2 separate regions of the Ovis aries genome follow, and region 1 is linked to region 2. A link is a contact called in public Hi-C data. All regions are on one chromosome and are shown on one strand. The core of a region is the stretch at or near the end of the contact, and the rest is flanking DNA. Distances in the headings are between cores, read along the strand shown. Region 1 has its middle 11 kb from the start of TMEM275. Region 2 overlaps LOC101103602 (vitamin D3 hydroxylase-associated protein-like).

Region 1 (7,232 bases), core at 2,866-5,365, 61 kb before region 2:
TCCTCCCAGCCAGTGCCTGGTGCTTCATCATCTCAGCACCAGCTCCTCTTGGAGAACTAGAAGAGAGCCCCAGAAGTGTGTGACTGTGAACAAAAGACTGTCTGAGATTGTGTGTACCTGTGAACAGCTGTGGAAGCAGAGTGTCAGATTGAGGGGGGTGGGCGCTGGATGAATATATAAGTGTGACTGTGGGTGAGACGGCCTGGCTATGTGGATGAGATGGGGAGCGTGGGAGTATTTTAGGTGGCATTGTCTGACATCACACCTACGTGGGAGCGTACGCACATGTGTGTGTGTGTGTGTGTATGTGTGTGTGTAGGCAGGTGTTGTTGAGGGCTGGGTCACCCAGCAGAGATGGTGAGGGAAGAAGGGCTTCCCAGGTCTTGTAAAGCTTACACCTTTCTCGTGGCCTCTGCTGGGCTTGCCGAGTCTGAGCTGTCTAGGTGTGTGAGAGCATCTTGCGTAGGAATGCAGGCTGCCTTGCAAGAGAAACAAGAGGGCTGGGGGTGGGGAGGAAGACCCTGCAACTCTGGGCCAGCCCCTCTCTCACTGCAGGGACCCAGGCAAGCAGTGCCCAGTGATGGTGGCAAACAGTGGCCCACCATCTCTCACTGGCCATGACTCCCTGCCCAGCCACCCTTGGCCTCATCAGCCTCCCTTTCTCTTTCCAGACTTGGCTCTGCTGCTCTTCTGCCCCCACCTAGGCACTTCCCACCAGCCCTGGGGCTTTGCTCTCTTCCTCTTGACCTCCTTGCTGCCTCGGCCTCTCCTGCTGACTCCCCTCTCATGAACCCAGAGAAGAGCAACTCCCTCTCAGTCGGTGCTGAGCAGATCATCTCTGTTCATTAGCGTGGGCTGATGGTCCTAAACTGAATCATCTACCCCTGGAACTGATAACGCCTTCTCAGAGCACTTCCTCCCACCTAAGAGTGAGTGTGTGTGTGTGTGTGTGTGTGTGTGTGTGTGTGTGTGTGTGTGTGTGTGTGTGAGGAAGACCACCTCCCCAGCTCCAGGCCTGTCTCTTCTGGTTCACTGGCAGCCTCAGACTCCACCTGCTGCCTTGGGAGAGTGAGAGGTGAGTGGGGCCACTGCTGATACCACCTTCGGGTGTGGTTTGGCCCACCCTTCTCCTGCCACCTTCTTAGGAAGAGGCACTCAAGATTCTAGCCCTGAAATGCCAGGCCCTGCCCTCCCTCCTGCTGGTGGAGGCCTGGAATTACACCATCAGGGCTTCTTCCTCTTCTACAGGAAGACTTCCTGATCCTGTATGGGAGCCTGGCTGCTGAAGACAAGGGTGAGGTTAAGGTTCAGAGCAGGTAAGGTTCACATGCTAAGTTTCAGAGCAGCGGGCCACAGGTCTATGATAACAGAGCGGGAGGAGGGTGGCCTCAGAGGAGGGCTCTGGCTCCTGGAGAGTCTCCCTTCCATTGCCACACCCAAGGGAAGGTCGTGCTTTGTCCCATCTGCACCTCCTCCCCTTCCCCAGGCACACCAGGAGATATCTGCACACCCCAGGACCCACTCTCCAATCAGCCAGCCCTATACCAAAACCCCCCAGTGTCTCTCCAGGCCTGCTGCACCCCGGGACTCCTCCCCTGATATCTTTTCAGGGCCCTCTGGGGCAGTATGTCCACCAAGGAGACACACCCCTGCATGGCCCTCAGAAGGGTCAAGTTCCAGGCCCTGAAGGCAGAGAAGGGCGCCAGGCGAAGGGCAGTAGGGCACGTGTTTCTGCGGAAGGAGAAAAGGCGATTCTGACAGTACAGAGACAGCAAGCTCCCTGACCTTATTGTGGGAATAATATATTTTAGCATTGTAGTAGGTTAAGGTTTTGTACGTAATCAGTACCATATGTGTTTGATACCATTACTAGTAAAGATAGGCCCTAGTGCTGCTTCGCAGGCACTGAGGAATCTGAGCAGGGACCGGCATCTCCCAAAGGGACGCTTCCCAGGGGTCCTAGGATGAATGCACAGCCCCTCTCCTGCCCACAGAGAGAACCACTGCTGGCCAAGCCAGAGGAGCCCACTAAGGGCCGAAAACTCAGATCCTCTCCCTTCCCTCCCACTAGAAGAAATGAAGGCAGCCACTTAGGACCTTTTTTTTTTTTTTTTTTTACTAATTAATTCAGCAAATAACTCCTGAGTCTTACTATGGACCCATGGGCTTCCCAGGTGGCGCTAGTGTTAAAGAATCTGCCTGCCAATGCAGGAGATGTAAGAGACATCTTACATCTCCCCTGGGTCAGGAAGATCCCCTGGAGAAGTGTATGGCAACCCACTCCAGCATTCTTGCCTGGAGAATCCCACAGACAGAGGAGCCAGGGTCATAGAGTTGGACATGACTGAAGTGACTTAGCACGTACACACTATGGACCCATAGCTTGGTGAGCAAGCTCTGGGGGAGTTCACGTTCTACTTAGGGGGAAATTAAAGAATAAATACATAAGCACACAAGACTAAAAACATTAGCTAGTGGATAGTGCTGTGCAGCAAATCACAATAGGAAGAAGCGACAGAGGGACTTGGATGGCTGGAGAGGACTCCTCTGAGAGGTAACATTTAAGTTGAGCTCTGAAAGCCACACGGAAGTCTAGAGCAAGAACATTTCAAGCTCAGGAAATGGCCGGTGCAACCCTAAGGTGAGAATAAACTTGGCCCCCATGTGTCAGACCAAGAAAGAAGGGATGTGGAGACAAGGGTGGGAGATGAAGCTGGAGAAGGTGGGGAGGGGGTTGTTGCTCTGCTCCTATAAAGCTAGGCAGCCAAGGCGAGGAGCTGGGGTTTTAATCTCTGTGAGATGGAACCACAGGTGGGTTTTAAACAGGGACATGACATGATGTGATTTATGACTTCACCACTCGCTCTGCCTGCTGTGTGGAAAACAGAGTGTTGAGGGACCTGAGGGAGAAGAGGGGCCGGGTTAGAAGCTCACTGCAGTGGAAAATGCTGGTGGTGGCTGTGAGCTGCGCAGATCCTCCACCCATTTTTGAGGTCTCCCTGTCAGTATTTACGGGAGTAAGAGAGAGGAATCTGGGAGGAAGTGCTAGAATTGTGGTTTGCACAGCTGGGCCTATGGTGGACGACAAAGCAAGGGCTATGGCCACATGGAAGGTCAGCTTACCCAGTGGAGCTGTCCCATAGGAGCTGGAGCCACACCCCCGAGTTCCAGATGGAGAGCCCCGGTGATGCAGATGAAGAAATTAACCTGTGGGTGGTGGTGAAGCCATGCATCCTGATGATGTGGGCGAAGGGAGGTGAAGACGGGACCAGAACCTCGAGTAGTCCAGCCTCTGACTCTAGGGCAGAGCAGGGACTTGAAGTTGCCCAGTTCTGAATCTCACCTTCTGCCAGTGCCTTTCCAGTGAGGTCTGTGCCCTAGGAGTTGGGAATTAGGGAGAAGGGGGTAGAAGGGGAGCTCCAAGAGGTTGGGACTGCTGGCTTGTTGACAGCTATGCACTCAGTGCCCGCCTGGCACGAGGCAGATGCCTGATAAATATCTGTCAAACAACTGAATGAGTAAAAAGCTGTGAATGTTATCACACAGCTAAGATTCTGGGCCTCCTGCAATAGCGAATTATCAAGATACCCAATTCTGAACAGGAAGGGAGAAAAGTGCTTATGTGTGTGGGGATTCCCCTGGACAGTTCCTATTTTCTGCATTGTGAGGAGGTGGAGTGAGGCTGGAATATAGAGCTGCCTGGATAGACACTGATGGATGCACCTGAGGGCCAGGCTCCCTTAAGTAAGTGGTGGCCAGATAGGCGGGCTGACTGAGGAAAACAGCACTGCTAGGGAGTGCCACCAGAGGGCACCCTGGGCACACGACAGGGGATAGAGGTGACAGTCCCGCCAGACTGCACAACTTCCCCCATTTCCTTTTCTGAGGGGCCAGGCCTGAGGAGATGGAGAGCAGGGAGTTCGGTGTGCATGAAGAAGTGGGTGTTAAGTCACCCAGATTTGCTAAGTGACATCTCCAACTCTGGATTCTGACCTTATCACAGAGGGAGGCCAGATACTGGACACAGATTTATGCTTTATCAAGGACACAGCTAAGTCCTGGGTCTGGTCCTAGACCGAGTCCTCACTCTGACCTTCGACTGAGCCCCTGCCCAGGTCCATAAGAGGTCCTGACCTGAACTTGACCCTGATCACACTGTGAGCCTTGATCCTGACTGCTCCACACAGTGAACACTGATCCTGATCAATGCTGACCTGTATCAAAGATTGCACCCCGACCTGGTACAGGCTAAGCCTTAATTGTGGACAAACAGTAAGCTCTTATTCGGTCACAGGCTGAGCCCTGACCTTGATCCACGCACCATGCCCTGATTCTAGTATCAGGCTGAACCTGATGCTAGTCACAGAGTCCTGAATCTGGTCCCAAACTGAATGCTGACCCTGAACTGAGACTCAGCTATTGTCATGGTCGAAGACTGAGCCCTGATCTCTAGGACTTGTTCCCAAATACCCTGGACTTCAGGACTTTCCAGATGAGGCTTTCAGGCCAGGCTTTAGCCCCAGAAGGCAGTACCTTCTGGAAACACTTTTGAGGGGGAGAGAAGAAATTCTGGGTCTCTGAGTGGTCCAGAAACTCCTAGACATTGCATCCCTGAAAGGCTAGACAGAGAAAGCCTGGCTCAAGGCTGTCTGGGACATGAGGGGGTAAGGACAGCTGGGCCTTCTCCAGGTACCCCTTGAGCTCCAGGTGGGGCCTGCCTGCCTGCCTGTGTGTCTGGGGCCCTCCAGCCTGGGTGCCTCTTGCATCTTTACTTCTGATTCCTGCAGAAAACTGGGCAAATCCCTTCCACTCACTGGGCTGTGCTCCACCCCCTTGTTACCTTTCAGGGACAAAGGGGAGAAGGTGACCAGGTCATAACTGAGGGTCCTGTGTCCCTACCATGTGCACTGGCAGGAAGAGAAGCCCCCTTACTCTGGTCCATCCCTGCAGACAAGCAAGAAAAAGTGAATTGTGCACTCGCCAGGCCTCAGCCCCAGGTGGGCAGTGTCAGTCAGACACAGCAGGGAGGTAGGAAGTAGGAGTCCCAGCGATCCCTGCGCACTCTGGGGGCCCGGTGTGTGTGAGGGGAGGTAGGTCCTCCCCTGGGCACACTGCCCAGGTCAGGGCTGGGCCCCAGGGCCTTGCCCCTGCAGGCCGCGCTGGCATCAGCCAGGCCCTCCCCCGGCTCACCTGGGGAGGCACTGGGGCGGGGAGGGGTGGGGGGCGCTGAGGGCCGAGCCAGGCAGGAGGGGGCGGGGGAGGGGGCGGCTCGAGTCAAAAAACGCTGACGCCGAAGACAATGAGCTCTCCGAGGCTGAGGCAACTCATTTGGTCCCGGCCACGCTTTATTAAATTCTCATAAACCTGTCAGGGGGGACAGGGCTCGCTTCAGTTTACCTCATTAGCCCGACACAATGACAGTGAGGGGGAGGGCGAGGGAGGGGGCGGCCAGGGGAGGCCGGGGCTCAGCGCTGAGAACCGAGCCAGCCAGGAAGATAATTGAATTAAGTGGCTTTTGTTAATGGTTTTTAAGACTCCGAAGTGTAAATAACATTTAGGGTCTTTCTTTTAATGGGGCTGGGGTTTTAGAGACCCCAGGAGCTTAGCGGAGGCCTAGCCCGGGCCCCTGCCCCTCTCGCCCACTCCAGGGGAGCTTGGGCGGGGCCACCTGCAAGGCTGCCCCGAGATGGGAGGCGGGGCTGGGAGGAGCGAGGGGAGGGGCCTAAGAAGGTGCAACAACTTCCTTGGTGGGTCTTTGAACCCAGATGAGGTTAAAAGAGGGCCTAGAGAGGGCAGAAAGGCAGGGGCTGACAGTGGCGACCTGGCCAGGGCTATGTCTGAGGTGCTACTGGAGTCACGGCCTGTGAGGGTCAGGGAATCTCAGGGTCAGGGGGTGGGGAGAGTGGGGCTGGGGGTCTTCATTCCTCACTCAGAGATCTGTGGTACTAGGCGGTTTCGGCTGTATTGCCTATTGCCAGTGGGGAGGCCCCCTTGGAGACAGTGAGCACCCGTTTGTGACGCGTGCAAAGGTTGTGCCGATGGGTGCACTGGACCCTGGTTCCTGAGGGAGGCTGGACTTGAACTGAGCTATAAGAGAGCCTGCAGATAGAGGTGGAGAGTTCACTTCTCTGGGGGCGCTGGGCCTGGTGAGCTGCCCTGGAAGGAACAGGGACGTGGACAAGCTGCTTGGGAATCTGTCCCTTGGCTTTCTTCAGTCCCAGCGTCTCCCTCCCCGCAGACAGGACCAGGTCCCAGCGCTGGCAGGGAGGGAGGCAAGGGCTCTGGGCTAGGTAGGGTTCCCTGGGGCTGGAGGTGCCGTGGGGCGGGACTGGCCCTGGGCCAGCCCACAAAGGGTTAAGGCATTAATCGCCCTGCGTGCGACAAAGGGAAGTGAGTTTTCTGATCCAGAAAGGATCAGTCCCTGGGACGCCCCATCAGGCCCTTCAGCGTGAAATTACACCCCAGCGGGGGTGCTCCCCTCCCCCAACACAGACTACCCGCCTAGGCCTGGCACAGGATTAGGGCCTGGAGTCATCAGCTATTTAATAGATCCCACCCCGCTCCCACCCCTTCTCCCCCAGAGCCTTCACTGGAGCCTCCAGGCCTGCACCAGCCTCTTTCCTCATCGGCTGTCCACCTGGATGTTGATCTGACATGTCTGGTCCTCCCTGTCCTCACTCATGGTCTGATCCTTCCATCTCTCTCCTCCATTGCACCCTGACCCCACTCCCTATTTGAGTCCTTGTTGACCTTTCATTGGGGCTTCCCTGGTGGCTCAGAGGTTAAAGCGTCTGCCTGCAATGCGGGAGACCTGGGTTCAATCCCTGGGTCAGGAAGCTCCCCTGGAGAAGGAAATGGCAACCCACTCCAGTATTCTTGCCTGGAGAATCCCATGGACGGAGGAGCCTGGTGGGCTACAGAGTCGTGGTGAGCCTGGTGGGCAAAGAGTCAGACGCAACTGAGCGACTTCACTTTCACCTTCACTCTGACCTTTCATCAGCACCCCAAACGTATCTGTTGCAGTGCTTATCTATTTGTTTTCTGTCTCCAGCACTGAGTGCCTTGGGAGCAGGGACCGTCTTGTTCAGCACTGCATTTCCAGTTCCCAAAGCTGTGTCTGGCACATAGATGGTGTTCAATAAACATTAGTTGACTAAAGATCCTCCCATCCTCCTCACAAAGACTAGGGGTGGCTAGCCCCTAAAGTCGGGACACGGGGGCTCAAGACTGAG
Region 2 (7,058 bases), core at 1,948-4,447:
GAAGGTAATGGCTTCTGGCCTGAAACAACTGAGCCGCTGAGCCACTTCAGATAGGTCTCCCTCTCCCCACTCGCTCCTCATATACATGTACTTGGGGGCTGGAGGGAGGGGGTTTGGGCTCCCCTCCCCTAAGGGCAGACTGCCCAGACTGGCTCCCCATCCTTTCTGTGCTCTCCTAGGTAATAAACCTGAATGGGGGAGGGAAACTGTAGTGGGTCCCAAGGGGTGCCCCTTCTCCCCAGCCTCCCTCCTTTGGAGGAGGGATGTGAGATTTCATTGGCTGCTAGATTTTTTCTGCAGTCTGCCTCTTCTAAACTAATTATAATAATAACAATAGTAGAAGTTCCCACAGCTTGAGCACCTACACTCTGCTAGCCACTCTGCCGCATGCTTTACATCTCCTTTATATAGATTCTACACGGAAGGGTCATTCTATCCCCATTTTAAAGATGGGGCCTTAGGCATACAGAGGTGAAGTGCCTCCCCCAAGGATATGTATCTGTTAAGTGGTCAACAGGATTTGGATCAGGGCAGGGAGAAGGAGGGCCTGACCCAGCCAAGGACCACTGATATGCCACTGAGCCCAAATCTGGAGGACCCCTGGATGTGTCAAGGTGGGTGCTTTTCCCATCTTCATTCCCTTTAATCCTGCAGGCCTCCTCCCCTCCCCAGGGTGTACCCTTGAGGTGGCCTCTCCCCGTAGCCTGTGCTGTGTGCTCAGTCGTATCTGACTCTTTGAGACCCCGTGAACTGTAGCCCACCAGGCTCCTCTGTCCATGAGATTCTCCAGGCAAGAATACTGGAGTGGGTTGCCATTTCCTTCCCCATAGCCTGGCTGCTGATTAACTGTGACTCAGCCCTCCCTGCAGCTGGCTAATCAGATCAGCTCCACTGGCAGCCAGAGGAATCCTCCCTGAGCATGAACTCAGGACCCTCACACCTCTATGGGTGTGAGGGGCCTAGCCAACTGGAGGGTCCTATCCGGTAGGTTGGGAATACCCATGAGAATTTCTTCTTGATGGTCTGATTCCTCCAGCTTCACCTCCAGGGGCTTCCAGACCAGAGGGCTGGAGCTGGGAAGGTCAACGAGAGAGCCAAGCCTAGACAGCATCAGCATGTGGCTGTGGTTATACAAGGAGGGGACTCTCCTCTACGTGCACAGCAGCCTGAGATACCAGAGCATATCTTCATCCCACCACAGAACCCCCCTTCCTCCGTTGCCCAGGATCCAGGGGTCAGCCCAGACCACCTAAGGTGGATCCCAGATTTTGAAAGTAATTCTCTCTGTCTGTCTGTCTCACACACACAGACTCACACATATCCTCTTGTCAGTGACAACAATGGTGTGTGTGATGGACACATGCACACATGGGCACACAGCACAGGGGCTGGAGGCAGCAGCTAAATGTTTGCTAAAGACTCATTAACCCTGACCCCGCTTCCCCATTGATCGAGTCAGCCACAGGGTCACACTATCACTGCCTAGGGCATAGGGCAAGATATCCTCCGTGCCACAGCAACTGCCCTCTGCCACCTTGGCAGTATTCACTGCCACGCCTCTCTCAGAGGCGTGGTGTGCATGTGTGTGATTTCCGTGGTCATTTTGTGTGTCCAGGATGAGTCCCTGTCTGTGTCACTGTGGGCCCTCAGTTGTGTATGGCTGTGATGTTTGTGGGAGGGGTGTGAGGCTAGGGATACACACATCAGCAACCACAAAAGCATACATGTTACCATGGGCATACACTGAGTATGAAAGCATGTGCGTTCCCTGGACACACTCCAGTCATACACCGTGAGCATTTTACAGATGAAAAGTGGCCAAGACATTCCTGACAGCTTGCTTGTCTTGGAGCTAGACTCTGTGCCCTTTTCCTAGAGGGTTAGCAGGAAGCCTAGCCCTCTTTCCTCAGCCTCCTCCCTGACCACACCTAAGGGAAGCAGCAGGCCCAGAGACCTGGTGAGGAAAGTCTCTGACTCCCAGCCCCGAAGAGAGGACCCCCAGCCAGAGTCACCAAGAGGTCTCAGCTTATTTCCCAGCCCAGCTTCATGCCTCAGTCCCTTCCACCCTGTCGCAGAAGCCCAAGAGGAGAGATATTTAGAGAGATGGGTCACGCTGGCAGGCTCATACTCAACAACACACACAGGCTCACAGACACTGGCACACACTTGTCCCTGGGGTCCTTCCAGGGAGGAAGGCAGGGAGGTCTGCGAGAGAGTGCAGGCAGGAGCTGTGCACCCGGACCACTCGTCTGCAGAGCCCGGTGCGCAGCCGCATCTCCACCTATGCCTGGGGGGTTTCTGCTGGAGCGGCTGCGAGGCACCAAGTCTGAAAGCAGGATGGTGTGTCTATAAACAGTAAAGGGGCTGCCTGTGTCTGCAAGTGTGCATGTGAACCCTCGTGTGACTGAGCCAGTGTTGCTTCAGTGTGTGAACGATCATAGGCTTGGCTTACACGTGATGACGAGCCTGGATGTGCCTGTGTACACGCCTCTGTGTGTTCTCACGTGTTTTGCAGTTTGGGAAACACACACTCTGTGTGTGTGTGTGTGTGTGTGTGTGTGGACTTGTACGTAGGATTATCGTGTGTAACTCTTTGTATGTGTGTGATTGTAAATGTGTGATTGTGTGTGAGCGTGTGCCTGGAAAGGTGCGGCGTCTCGGGCGCGGCCCCACCTCGGGCTCCTCTGCGGCCGGCGGCCTCTGTCACCCAGCTGGGAGCCGTGGGCAGCCCGCCCGCCCCCGGGAGGGAGGCCCCGCCCCCGCTCTCGCCCCCGCCCCCTCCCCCTCCTCCCGAGTAAACTTTTCCCAAATCCCCGAGCCGCTTAGGGCGAAGCCGCCCCCGCGGCCTAATCCGCGCCCCCCGCGGATCTGCATAATCGGGTTAGCGGCCGCGCTCCCTCCCGCTCCCGCCGCCACCGCCGCCGCGCGCGATTCTCTCGCTGTCACTTAGGGAGGCTCAGCGCGATTTGCGGCCTAATCCCCCGGGATCGCTCGGCCGCCGCTCCCCGAGGGGCCGCCAGATTGTTCCCTTCATAATTGATTGACTCTATTTGCCGGATTGGGGACTTCAAAGCGCCGGCGGCGCGGGGGCGCCTGGGAAGGAGCGGGGCCCGCGGCGGGTCGGCCGGCCTGGCCCGGCGAGGCCCCTGCCCCGGCGGGCGCCGTCCTCCCTGCGGCCGGCCGGGCCCGGAGCCGAGAGGCGGGGCAGGAAATCCGCCCGTGAGGACGAGGGTGGCGGCGGCGACGCCGACGAGGTTGATCACGTCGTGACCGCCCTCGGCGGCCGGCAGCGAGCTCTGGGCCGGCTCGGTGCTCAGCGCTCCCCGAGTCCGGGCTTTAAACTCCCGCTCATGACCTGAAAGCCTGCAGAGTGTGAAGAGCCACCCCCACCCCCACCCCACCCCCAATGAGACAGGTTTAGAGAGATCGCTTCCGTCTGGGAACACCTTCTAGGGACCGCGCTGTGCTGGGTGCTGGGACCCAGCTGTGAGCCTCACCGACGCGGCTCTCAGGCACATGAGCCCTATTCCAGTGAAGAAGGCGGGTGGGCACATAAGAAATAAGTCAGGAAATAACATGCACAGAAAATAAGGCAAAGTGGTGTGATAGTAACTGGGGCCTGGGCAGGCAAATTAGCCTGAGCGGTCAAGGAAGGCTTCTTGAGCTGTTGATGTGTGCTCTGGAACCTGAATGCTAGGGAGGAAGCTCCTCTGTGAAGAGCTGGGGGACAGGCCATGGGGCAGAGCACCAGCTTTTACCAAGTAGTAAAGCTACGCCTGCAACCCAGGCTACCTGACTCCAGCGCCCAGAGACTGAAGTCTCCCCTTTCCTTTTCCACCTGCCCAGCCTAAACTAAGCCCCAACCTCAACACAGGCTGAGCCCTTAATAGGAATGTCTAGACTCTCTTGCTCAGGCAGCTGTCCAGTTCCACCCAGCCCACCCCGCTGCTGGCTCCTGGACTTGCTGATTTGAGCTGGCCCCTGAGTGGTTCTCTGTCTCACTGAGCAGAGACTGCCTAGGTGGGCAGTCCTGCACCCAGAGACTCTTTGGAGCTGGGGTCTGCTGCTTCCCCGACTCCTGAAGAGGCAGGGGCAAAGGCATGAGGCAAGCTGGAGGGGTTTCCCGCACCCTGCCCAGCCTTAGCCAAGCTCCCAGGAATCCCTGGCCCAGACAAGGGAATCCCCAGAAACGCTTAATTAATTCTTGATTACCCACTGTCTCTGCAGCTGCCATTAACCACCTCCCCAGCCTGGGCCCAGTTAGGCCACGTAATTAAATTAGTGCAGGGAGAACACTCCCAGGCAGGAGCAAAGTACTCCTGCTGGGCTTAGATATTCTAGGAGACTGATAAGGAAAGGCTCAGAGACATCAGGGTCACACAGTTGGGCTAGAATGAGGGCTCAAGTGTAACTCCCCCAAATCAGTTCTGGCTCCCTCGTCCCACCTCTCTTGAGACCTCTACCCTCAGCACGTATTTTAAACCTTAAATGTCTTTATAATGACAAGAGATTTGCTTGCTGTCCTTAATTAAATTTATGCCAATTCATTGAGCTTTTGGAAGGGTGGATTTGGGGCAGGAGAGGGGAGACCCGGATTTCCAAGGAAGCAGGAGATGGAGATGAGGGGTGTTCTCTGTGAAGGCATTTCCCACCTTCAGGATCAGGGGGCGGGGCAGAGAGAGATGGTTGCAGCGGATGGCAGCATGGGAGGCGGAAGGGGGGCACCGCGGAGGACTTACACTGTCCACAGAGCTCACTTGGAGCAAAGGGGGAGTCACTTTCCTTTTCACAAGAGAAACTGGAGAAAATAGCCTAAAAGAACACCCTGAGGGTGGAAGTATATGCACCGTGTGAGCCGAGGCAGAAGGGGCTGGAGAATCTGGGCCTCTGGAGTGAGGAGAGCCTAGCTGGAGTCTCCACGGCGACATCCCATGAGCCAGGCTTCCCTCCCCGCATCTTCCCTCCCTCAATCCTGGAGGATGCTGGCTGACAGCCCTCCCTCCCCCAAACCCAGCTCCTTGTCACTTCAGAAAATCAGAAATAAGCCTTAGTGATTAGAGGGAGACGAGAGTGAGATGGGGCTTAGAGGCCCAGGCTCAGGGAGGTGTTAAGAGGCGAGTGGGACTCAGAGTATTAGGGGGGCAGAGTTAATAGCTTCTCTGGATACCCCTCCCCCCAGGACTGTGGTACCCAGGGGAGGAGGGAGAAGGAGAGGGAGAAGGCGAAGGGATGAGAAGATCATGGGGAAGAGAGAGGAAAGGAGAGGAAGGGAAGTAGGTGAAGGAAAAAGAGGAGCTGATGGGAGTGGGGGACAGAGAGAGAAAGAGAGGAAAGGCAGGAGGGATGGGATTGAGGAAGAGGAAAGAGGGAGACATGAAAGTAAGGGAGAGGTGAGGGAAATAGTAGATGGGAAGAGAAGTACAAATTAAATCACAAGATGTCATTTTGCCTATTTGATTGAAAGATAATTTTTTAAAGATAATACCCAGTGTTGATGAGAGCAGAGGAAATGGAGAATTGAGTACAAATTGGCACAATCTTGGAGGTTCTGGAGGTGGAGAGCATTTTGGCAGTTATTATCAGAGTTTTAAATATGCATCACCTGGGGCCAAACAGTTCCATATGTGGGCGTCTACCCCTGGATGGCATCACTGACTCTATGGACGTGAGTCTGAGTGAACTCCAGGAGTTGGTGATGGACAGGGAGGCCTGGTGTGCTGCACCAGGGGTCGCAAAGAGTCAGACACAACTGAGCGACTGAACTGAACTGAACTGAACTGAACCCCACAGCAGTGCTGGCCTCTGAGCACAGCCGTGGAAGGACAGAGGGAGCTGCTACAATGTTTGTCATCCCAGACCTCAGAAACAACTCAACGTCCATCAAGAAAGGACTGACCAAGTACTTTATGGAGCAGCCACACCATGGATTACTATGCACCCAGGAAGAAGGAAGAATTCTTGTCTGCCGAAATGGAGAGATGTAGCTGATGAATTGTTCAGTGAATAGAGTAGGTCATTAAACAATATGAATAGTAGGGTTACAATCTTAAATGTTAAAAAAAAAAAACACTTAAAACTACATGTGGTGTATATTTGTAAATGTATAGAATCAAATATCTGAAAGGAAAGAGAACCCCTGGCTATTGACTGTGGGATTTATGGGGCAGGAGGCAGGGTGGGGACTTAGCTTTTCACCTTGTATTCTTTTGCATTATGTTTTTACAATGAGGTTTTTTAATTCAAACTATGTATTAGTTATGTACTAGTGATATTTAAGAAGACTACTTTTTTAAAGAGGGATGTGGAGTGAGGGGAGGGCGGGAGGGAAGACTGGGAAGGATGGAGGCAAGAGCAGGAGAGAGCTCGAGGCAGAGAGCAGACAGAAGGGTAGGAGGAGCAGGGCTTGTGGGGTGGGAAGGGAGGGGGGCTACCACCAGGCAGTGCCCCAGAGTGCCCAAACACATTCCTCACCCCTGTCCCCATCACAGACAATCTGGCTGAGGCCTGAGTAATTGAAGGCTAATTGGGTTTTAGGCTTGTTAATGCTCCTGCGAATGTTTGCAGTGAGGAGAGCCAGTCGATCCGGATAAATGACTCCCCGTGGGACGCCAGGGTGGGAAGAGACACAGAGGAGGAAGGGCCTTATGGATGATGAGCAGGGGCACAGAGTTTTTAGCCCACCCTAAGGGGGAAGCGGAAGAGTCCTCGGACTTTTGCGGGGGAGGGGAAGTGGAAGGGATAGGCCAGTTCTGGGGCCGAGCAATAGTGGGTCAGGGTTCAGGCAAGCAGCAGAGAGGACACCAGAAGGGAGAGCAAGGCCAGTGAGCCCAGCCCAAAGCCCACAGACTGCAGGTCTGCTCTCCAAACGCAGTGCAGTGAGAAGGCTGGCCACTGGAGGAAGGCAATGGAGGTGCCACCAGGGCCTCTGCCCACACTCAGGAGCGGGTTGTTTGGCTCACAAAGGGATGGGCCCCTTTTTAGAACTATTCCCTGGGCTGAGCTGAAGTGGACCCTTCGCACCCACCAGAGTATACTGTACCTCCAGGCCCACACCACAG

What was found. Hi-C and Micro-C count contacts between places; a contact is called where the count stands out from the background.
Region 1: a contact with region 2 is called in a Hi-C map of liver, with 3 times the contacts expected there. The contact joins two enhancer-like sites. A contact is called at or near these places in 3 of 16 Hi-C or Micro-C datasets (blood and liver).

Annotation. Positions count from the first base shown.
Region 1 is chr1:21,076,499-21,083,730 of ARS-UI_Ramb_v3.0, reverse strand. No RefSeq gene overlaps it. Among named protein-coding and RNA genes, the nearest start is that of TMEM275, 11 kb to the left of the region's middle. Within about 2 kb of position 4,115, at least 3 of the 54 cell types and tissues checked have an H3K27ac peak or open chromatin away from gene starts, as enhancers often do. A contact at or near this core is called in liver, where this site is marked.
Region 2 is chr1:21,015,195-21,022,252 of ARS-UI_Ramb_v3.0, reverse strand. All of the region lies in intron 13 of LOC101103602 (vitamin D3 hydroxylase-associated protein-like), which reads right to left. Among named protein-coding and RNA genes, the nearest start is that of DMBX1, 42 kb to the left of the region's middle. Within about 2 kb of position 3,197, at least 13 of the 54 cell types and tissues checked have an H3K27ac peak or open chromatin away from gene starts, as enhancers often do. A contact at or near this core is called in liver, where this site is marked.